Regions from separate parts of the Mus musculus genome. Here regions 1 and 3 are each linked to region 2. Evidence: chromatin contacts called from public HiChIP or PLAC-seq and promoter capture Hi-C data. All regions are on one chromosome and are shown on one strand. The core of a region is the stretch at or near the end of the contact, and the rest is flanking DNA. Distances in the headings are between cores, read along the strand shown. Region 1 overlaps Lrch1 (leucine-rich repeats and calponin homology (CH) domain containing 1). Region 2 holds the start of Lrrc63 (leucine rich repeat containing 63). Region 3 holds the start of Erich6b (glutamate rich 6B).

What was found. Promoter capture Hi-C pulls out the DNA fragments that hold promoters and counts their contacts. HiChIP or PLAC-seq counts read pairs in DNA pulled down with a chosen protein or histone mark.
Region 1: a contact with region 2 is called in an H3K4me3 HiChIP or PLAC-seq map of bone marrow-derived macrophages, with 4 times the contacts expected there. The contact joins the enhancer-like site here to the promoter of Lrrc63 in region 2. A contact is called at or near these places in 2 of 39 promoter capture datasets (liver and pre-B cells), 1 of 115 datasets of contacts at active chromatin or transcription factors (bone marrow-derived macrophages) and 2 of 9 other capture datasets (adipose tissue and liver).
Region 3: a contact with region 2 is called in a promoter capture Hi-C map of embryonic stem cells, with 3 times the contacts expected there. The contact joins the promoter of Erich6b here to the promoter of Lrrc63 in region 2. A contact is called at or near these places in 10 of 39 promoter capture datasets (the 3T3-L1 cell line, cranial neural crest, embryonic stem cells and 3 more) and 1 of 9 other capture datasets (embryonic stem cells).

The regions. Positions count from the first base shown.
Region 1 is chr14:74,772,765-74,775,805 of GRCm38.p6, forward strand. Lrch1 (leucine-rich repeats and calponin homology (CH) domain containing 1) reads right to left here. Exons shown (of 19, transcript NM_001252132.1): 18 at 2,817-2,894. Among named protein-coding and RNA genes, the nearest start is that of Esd, 42 kb to the left of the region's middle. Within about 2 kb of position 1,672, at least 21 of the 459 cell types and tissues checked have an H3K27ac peak or open chromatin away from gene starts, as enhancers often do. A contact at or near this core is called in bone marrow-derived macrophages, where this site is marked.
Region 2 is chr14:75,129,305-75,132,216 of GRCm38.p6, forward strand. Lrrc63 (leucine rich repeat containing 63) reads right to left here and starts at 1,579. Exons shown (of 10, transcript NM_027581.1): 1 at 1,467-1,579; 2 at 161-330. The coding sequence starts at 284. It also overlaps a transcript of Lcp1 not described here.
Region 3 is chr14:75,640,916-75,643,615 of GRCm38.p6, forward strand. It overlaps Erich6b (glutamate rich 6B), which reads left to right and starts at 1,307. Exons shown (of 13, transcript NM_001369022.1): 1 at 1,307-1,373. It overlaps Gm36219 (a long non-coding RNA gene), which reads right to left. Exons shown (of 6, transcript XR_383598.2): 2 at 2,429-2,571; 3 at 1,555-1,666; 4 at 929-1,419; 5 at 475-704.

The DNA.
Region 1 (3,041 bases), core at 422-2,921, 360 kb before region 2:
ATCCCAACTTTCTAAAGTAAAGTACCTTTCTGACCCAAGATACAACTCTCCCGCCATTCTAAACAGGTACCCGGTTAAAAGAAAGACCATTCCTACCAAGTCCTGAGGCCATGGCTAGCTTATTTTAAACCTTGTGAAAACATTCTCACTGAGCCACAGCAATATCTACTGTATGACATAGGTGGTTGATTCTTCATCGATCAAAGACTCCTCTCAGCCTGAGAGACTACCAGTAATATTCCTAAAGTAGCCAAAATGTGGGATGATAGCTAACAGGGAGCCTGGTACATGCAAACCAGAAGGCAGGAGGACCAAGCTGACTCAGAAACAACAAAGGAAGCTCAGAGGTATACATGGCTTCGTGGGCCTAAGACGTCACCAGATTCGGATGCTTGGGTGATACAAAGACTCTACTGTGAAAGATCTAGGAGCCCATAAGGCATTGTCCTCAAGACTAAAGTGATGCTTGCACGGATACCAAAGATAGCTGCAAATACGACCTGTAGCCTTAGCCCCACACAGGGTACTGCTTTGTTACCTGATATTGTCTACAGTTTGGAATCGAGTCTACCAAAGAAGCCATGTGTGCATGAGAGCCAGTCCAGAGCTACTCTTCCCAGGCTACTGTCAGGGATGGGCTTAACGTGCCACACCCTCTGCTATCCACCTAGTGAGTTGAAAGGCTGCCTTCCCATACCCCACACAGACATATGTCCTAGATAATCAACAGCCTACAACTTGGTTCTGAGGATCAACTGTTTAACCATCCATAAAGGTTTCACAAACACTGCCCAACTTCGGGGCAAATATCAAGGACTGTACTGGTGGAGACTTCTGAAGCTATTATAGTAAGAACAACTTCAAAAACTGTTCCCAGCCCGTCGATGGACTTTGCATGCAATGGTTTAGCTGAATCTGCTCAGCTCCTGCACATGTCCCTGAGTACCTGATAAACTTAAAACGGTTTACGCTGACTTTAGGCTATAGTTCCAAACCGTGATTCTCCCAAGGAACAGAACGAATGCAATCTTAGAGAAGAGATGGGCTTCATGTCATCCCCTGGAGGGAAACAATGCCTCATATATTTGTGAGATGAAAATGTTCTGTTGTGAGTCGAGCAGGAAGACTTGTGGACTACCTTCCAATCGGGGAGTTCTGGTTTTCCACTCATGCATGATGCCTTCCTTGCTGAAAACCACTCACTGAATTAAAAATAACTAAGTATATAGCTAACTGGGACATGGGATTCTGTGTTACTCACTTGCTTTTACCCTTCTTGAGAATTATAAGTTACCTACACTGTTAGAAGCACCACAGAAGGGGCATAACTCAGAAATTCTGATTTTTTGCTCTTTTTATGGTAATCTAATTTCCCTTCCTTCCTTCTTTTTCTCACAGGAAGTGAGTAAGGGCACTCGCATTCCATTTTTTCCCAGAGTAAGCCAGTCATGACAGTGACAAGGACGCTCCTTCATAATTCATGAGGGCTTTCCAGTGCAGACACAAGTAATTTACCACATGAAATTGGCTTGAAGGGTTTCTGATTCACAGTGGGAGCCCCCACGAGCCCACGGTAGAATCAAATTATCAGAAAAGCTGTGTGTTCACAAATATCTGAAGCCAAGATGTTTGTGCAATATTCAAACACACACACGCAAGACAGACGCACAGATGAACACAGTTGAAAGCAGAAGTGGTCGCCGAGACATTGTGGCCAGTATATAAAGATTAGGTTTTGTTTTTCAAAAACAGAATTGGTAAATTTCTCTTCATCGACACAGCTTGATGTAAGAACACTTTAAATATAGTCTCCCTTTTCTCAAATAACACTGGAATCCTAACCGTCCCCTAAGCTAAAATAAGAAGGAGGGGGAAAAAAAAAAGAAAAATAGGGGATGGGTAGGAAGAAAGGGCTGCTGGGTGGACTTTAATAGCCTGTGTAGTATACTTTGAAATGTGATTCATGAGCTCAGAGTCTCTCAGAAGAGGTTTGTTTGTTTGTTTGTTTTGGCTTTTTATTTGTTTGTTTAACTGTTTGCTTTTTAAGTTACTTTATCTTTATCATTAAGGAAACAAAGAAGCCATAAGAAAAGTAACTTCTCATTTCTGTTCACCATTGTGACAAAGATCATGTTAATTGGTGCCGCTGCTGCCTAAATCCTGGAGTCGTTTTATCTTAAATTAAATAGGGAAGTCTCTGAACGCTCCAAGTACCCATTCAAGGAGGCCAGTGGGACTGAGCCGGGGACAGGGAAAAGGTAAACTGTATCATTAGGCAGGCTACAGAGGACTGCCAAACGGGCTGAGAGTAGACTACAGGATAAAACGAAAATGTCAGTAGTTAGCACCCTACACAGGCCTATGCATCTTCATCACCGATGATAACAATCACTGGATTTTTAATGAACATTAGTTTGATTCATATCTTAAAATACTGGGAATGAAATCCAGCAATTAATGGACTTTGCAAAGCAGCCAGGGCTAAGGAAGGCCTGCTTCTCTTAGCTACTCTGTAATTCACCAATATTAGAGCTTTTTCTTTCCAATTTGGAATTTCACATTTTCTAACACTAAATGATTTTCCACCTTTTTCTTAGAATTGAAAAGATATGTAAGACCATTTTAGTTAAACTGCAATAGAGCAACTTCAGTTTAAAAAAAAAAATGTAGGTTATTTATTTGAAGGTATCTCTTGAAACTGAAAAAAAAAAGATGCAAAACAAACAAACAAACAAAAAGATGTCTATTCATGGTTCAAACAGCTAGGCTGACGTTTTTTATCAAAACGTGGCCATTTGAACTAAGTCTGGTGTTACCTCGGGAACGCCAAGTTTCCTGCACGCTTCCAAGAAGTTTTCCACGTTCCTCCTGCACTTGGCCATGCTGAGTTTAGGCTAAAAAGGGAAACATACAGAAGCAACATATTATTAAGATAAAAAGCTATCTAGAAACAGCCATCTAGAGGCAAAAACTTAATATTCTTAATATTCTTGAGGTGTGTGCATGCACAGGTATTTACATATGCATATTAGCTAGATAAC
Region 2 (2,912 bases), core at 329-2,828:
GCACACCTATAGAACTGATTCTTGGTTGTTGTCACCTTATGATAAACATTTTTCCGTATGGCTATTAGTAACTGTCTTTACTGAGATTGTAAATTAAGTAAAGCAAGGGATTTCTATGGAAAAAAAACACACCAAGGTTAATACACATATCTGTACATACCTGTATGTACTATACGAACTTTCTTTTTTAATAAAGGTACTTTAGGGAGCTTTGGAGGTAAGGGTCTTCGCAGAAGTAGTGGATGCTGCTGGGTTTTGAGTGAGCGATAAATGCTCTTTTTCATAGCTGCTGGTTAAGTGAGAACTGAACTTCCTGAGAACGAATCGTTACTGAAAAGAAGTGGTTATCACTTAGAAAATATCCTTACGGAAACCATTCTGAGTTGCTATGATACTGAGTTTAAGCAGGCTAGCATTGTAAGGAGGGGGGGGGGGGAAAGAGTAAAAAAAATCATTTAAAATTTATTTTTGAAGTACTTTTAAAATGGCATATTTTTAATACAGGCTTAAGCATGGAGCTTAAGAAAGACAGAGAGGCATTCAAAAAGTTTAACGTTTTCTTTCTGTACTGGATATTGAAACTCTGGTCTCATGCAAGGCCATATCACTGAGCCAAATCCCCCTGCTTTCCAATTTGCTTAAAATTAGAAGTTGGGAAATACATTTGTAAGCCCAACACTTGAAAGCCTGAGACAGGAGGGTCAGCCTGGGCTACACGGGGAAGGGTGGTTTCTTTTAAAAATTTAGATTAATAATTAATATAGATAAAACATATTCTATTATTAATCTAGACCTTGCTAACATTTCCCGTGTGAGTATGAAATTCAACCAGCCAACGCTATTTTCAGTCAGTAAATGGTGACCTCTCTCCCTGCAATATAGGCATTGGCATTTCATTCACTACCTCCCAAATATTATCAGTATAGACTTAGAAGGGATTTTGGAAAAAAAAAAAAAAAAGAAGGTAAAGGCCTCTGAAATCCCACAGTATCTAACCATACACAAACGGTTTTCTTGTATGGCGATGGCTTGTTTTAACTCTCAGCTGACTTAATTTGTCCATAATTATGCAACTCCAAAATAAGACAGGCTTTTTAATACAATGAGATGTTCCAGGATGGCGGGGAATCCCAGAGAATAGGGAAATAAGGACACCAGCTGTCCTCCGCCCCCCCCCCCACGCCCCACCGCCCAAAATAAGTCTTTGTTTTCAGGGCAACCTCAAAAGTGCCTGGCACAGTGCAGCTCCGCGGAATGCCCGGCAGGCAGGGAACCCTGGTGCGGTGCAGAAGAGCGGTTTACCCGCGAAAGGTAACTGCAGGCCAGCGCTCGCTCCTGATTTGTCGGCTGGTAGCGCGTGCCCGCCCGCCACAAGTTTCCTTTTCTAGTTGGTGGGGAGACCCCATCACCACCCCCCAGTCCCCAAGTGTCCAGCTCCTACGGACCCTGCCTTCAAGCACACAGACCAGATTTCCCACGTCCATCTCCTTTATCCCTGAGTCCTGGCTGCCAGTGACTGTCTAGCGAGGTCTCCAGTTAGGTCTAATTCCATGTTTGTGCTGGACGCAGCTCCTTTAGCAGCATCCCCAAGCCCTGCTACAGCCGAATTACGCTCATAGTAAGGACCACCAACTAGTCCCCGCCCCCCAACACTTCCCCACCCCCCCGCACCCGCACACCCCCCCCCCCCAGCTAGCCCGGTAAGAAGCGCAGGCGCACGAGGGTTGGGCACGTCGGGAACTAGGGGCGGGGCATTGAGCCCCGCCCATCTGCCCCGCCCACTCGATCCACCCACTGATTTCGCCACCTTAGGCCAGTGGCCCCTAATTCTGCTGCGGGCAGCGCAGGATGCCCGGAGGCTGAAGTGGTGGAGCCGGGAGGAGTGGCTCCACGTGTAGCTGTACGGAAGGCTGTGGTGACAATCGTTATTACTATTCTTACTCTTAAAACAGTGGCCACTATTATTTACTTACTTTTCTCCATGACTTGACACCGGTGTCTGGAGACTGGGTTGGCATTTTCTAATACGGCTACACTTTTGGGCAGCTGGCCACCGTTACTCATTTTGCAGTAAAACCCTTGTCTCCAAATCGCACGTTCTGTTTTCCTTCTTGTCTCTTGGGTGCAACCTGGTTTGTCTTTCTGTTTTTAAAGTTCTTGGTGGAAGTGGAACTGTGTGGGAACCGAGAGCTGTAAGGCAGTGAGTGGTTCCAAAGCTCTTTAAAAGGACACCCAGGTCTCACTGTCACGGTGGTTGGCTGTGATTACCGGTGTTGGTGCTGTCTCCATGTTCAGTGGTAGATATACCGCGCTTGTTTGCCTGTATGTGCTTGCTTCTCTGGAGATTTGAGAACGAAAACTGGAAAGAACCTATTACAGAGACGGGAAAATCCAACTGAGAATTCAAGTAAGGGGCACTTCCTTCCAGTCACCTCCCTTAAGTGTTTCTCTTCTTAAATAAGGGTGTGGGAATTTCAATAGCACCTTGGGAAATCAGAGACTTCTAGATTCGTTTACTAACCAAGTCTTCCTTTTTCTCCTAAGAGCAAGCATATATTTTGAACCAATGGGAAAATAATTAAAGATGAATCTGGGTAATGCTGTACAACTGTTGTCCTGTGGTGTGTTGGTTGGTGGTTTTGTTATGTAGATTACTTTGTTGTTTACTAGGTACCCTTTCCAAACCAGGGATTTTATTTCACTTTCGTCTGTGTTTGTTTTACATTGCTTGGTTTCCCTGAAAGACAGGAAGCAGACAGAAAGGCAAATCTGGTGGCCACGTTTGTCTCAAGTAATGTATATTGTTCATTATTTTGTAAACAGCAGAAATGTTTCTATTCTTAAGGATAAAGGTGTGGGCAGTCTATTCTTAAAAGCTGAGACCTACTGGAATTCAGTTTCAATGACAGATG
Region 3 (2,700 bases), core at 57-2,556, 510 kb after region 2:
CTAGCAACCGCATGGTGGCTCACAAGCATCTAATCTGGGATCTGATGCCCTCTTCTGGCATGCAGATAGAGCACTCATATACATAAATAAATCTTTTTTTTTTAATCTCCCCAAAGGAATGACCCCATCTACATAAAACCAGTGGGCGCCATCTTGTGGAAGACTGTACAGTAACAATGGCCTAGATTCCAGACACCAGGCTGACAGGAAGGGAACCCTGACATGGACTCTGAAGCTAAGGGCACTGCTTGAAATGACAGACTTGGAAACTTTCCTTGAAGCTGTGTGTACACAATACAGCACACTTTTTTACTTAGATTCATGTAAGGGCATTGGAGATGATGGTGCGGGCAGGGAGGGGCAGCTATACCCATTCTCACAGGCCAGCCCTTGGCACTGCCCTTGAGTCTGCTTGATACCCAAAGCATACCCAAAGCAGCCAGATCAGTTCTCCACTCTCCTGCCCAGCAATACCTTTATGAGCCTCGCCTGGGTCTCCTCATTGCCTCGGAGAGGGGCAGAAACGGCCACCGACTGTTCTCTGTTTACTGGTTTCCCGGTGGGTCTGTGCCCCTTACTTTCCCAGCAGTTTCTTTTGTGTTGTTGTTGTTCTCAGCTCTTCCCAGGAGTCTAGCCCAGGCCACCAGGAGGCACTATTAGCCAGGAACACACAGTCCTAGTGACTGCTTAGGCGTCACAGAAACCTGCAGTTTATACAGCTTGTCAGACTCACTCAGAAAAGAAAGAATTGGAATTACAAACTTAGATGCAAACACAATTGCTTATTAAGAATGGGAAATCACAACAAAGCATCACATTTCAAATGCCCAGCTCTCTTTCTGATGAAACTTCTGTACAAGTACCAGAAATGCCCACCCCTGTATTCAAATCGGCTGGTCTGACCTCCTCTCCGTCCATCCCAACCCACCCTGCAACACCAGCGAGTCCATCTAGAGTCACGATCAGTACATTTCACCGGGGTTCTGTCCCCTGACTCCAGATCAGGCCCATGCATGTTCCCAAAGGCAACTCTCTGTCTCATGGATAGCACTCAACGGAGCCGATGAGCTGATGGTGACACCCAGGGGCTTAGAGATGTTGGTCCTGGGTTCCAGCGCAGGTGAGTCCACACGGGATGCCCTGGGAGGCACTCCTACCATCTTTTCACCTTAGAAGCCAGACTCCCTTCCCTCCCTCTCCCTCTCCCCTCTCCTCCTTTGGCTGGGAACTGGAAGCTAAGGGTCCAAGGTATAGAATGCCCGAAACAACAGAGAAGTGGTAGAGATGCGTGTTCCGTTCCCATGGTAACAGAGAGCGACTTAAACTCGAGATTGGAAGGGTGCAGTTGACTCGCGGCCAGGATCCAAGATTGGGTAAGAGCTCTGAAGGCCAGGCCTGGGCTCCTCCAGCCTTTGGGCCCTGGAAAGGAAGAAGCAATGGAGAGAGAGAGTCCAGGGTGGCAGAGTCCAAGGATAGCAACGGGATATGCCAAGTACCCAGACCCCTTTGTTGCTTGTTATTTTGTCTGTTTTGTTTTTTCTACTCCTGCACTACCTTGATCTTTCTGTTTCCTGCCTTGACACCATCCTCCCCCTGTGAAGAGTGGTGTTCTACTGGTCCAGTACAAATAAAGGGGTGGGTTCGTCTCCTCCAGAGAATCCAGGCACTGAAAAGAATCCTCAAATTAAAACTTGTCTTGCCCAGGCCTACCCCTGGGACTCAAAGCAGGTCACTCAGGTTTTTTCTACCACCACCACCACCACCACCCACCCACCCACTCACCCACCCCTGCCTCTCACTTTTGGGAGGTTTGAGAGAAACAGCACCCCCCTACCTAGCCTGGGGGGGGGGGGTCAAGAGGGAGCAGAGCCAAAGCCAAAGGTTGGCTTTTCACAAGTGTTCTGTACCGATGACTGCAAGCTCAAAGTCACCCCCTTTCAACGGCCAAATTCCAATATATTTGAAATCCTATTTGTTAAAAGAAAGCAAATAAGTAAATAAGCCCTAGACAATATTCTCAGCAGGGCACTGGGTGTCTGTTTGTAAAGGCTACAGCAATTGGTGCATGAGGGTTTAGTGAAGCTTTGGGAATCTAGAGTTTGTCCCTGGCATGTTTGAAGGTGGATTCAGACCAGCAAAACAGAAGCAGCCATCAGTAGTCCCCCTCAAGAGGAAAAGCAGCTGCCTTCCAGCAAGGGCCCTGCCAGAGAGCTAAATAACAGGACTTATAAACAGTTCCAGACAGCAGTGTTCCAGATTCGCAGAACACTGTAGGACTCCCCATGACGGAAGTGAGATCTGCCCCCTTGTTTCCTGCAGGTTTTCTAAACACCTGCTTCCAGAATCCCAGGGAAGCCCAGGGGTCCCAGGGTTCACTCAACGATGTCTTCATCCACTCCTGGCTTCACTGTCTGAGCCCATCACTCACCCCATTGGAAGGTTAGGTGGATGAAACATCCAAACCATTTGCAGTCAGTCTCCTGTATGCCTCTCTTCTGCAGCTCATTAATTCAGTGTACAAACTTCTGTTGAGAGCTCACAGTAAGCCAGGCATTGAGGTGGAATTGCATCCTGTGAGTGAGGCAGATGTGCCGACAGATGTGAGACTTGCAGAGGTACAGTGTGAGAGCTGGGGGGGGGGGGGGGTAAAGACACACTTTCTCTACACAAACCTAGAAACAAGAACAGCCTGGGGGAGCA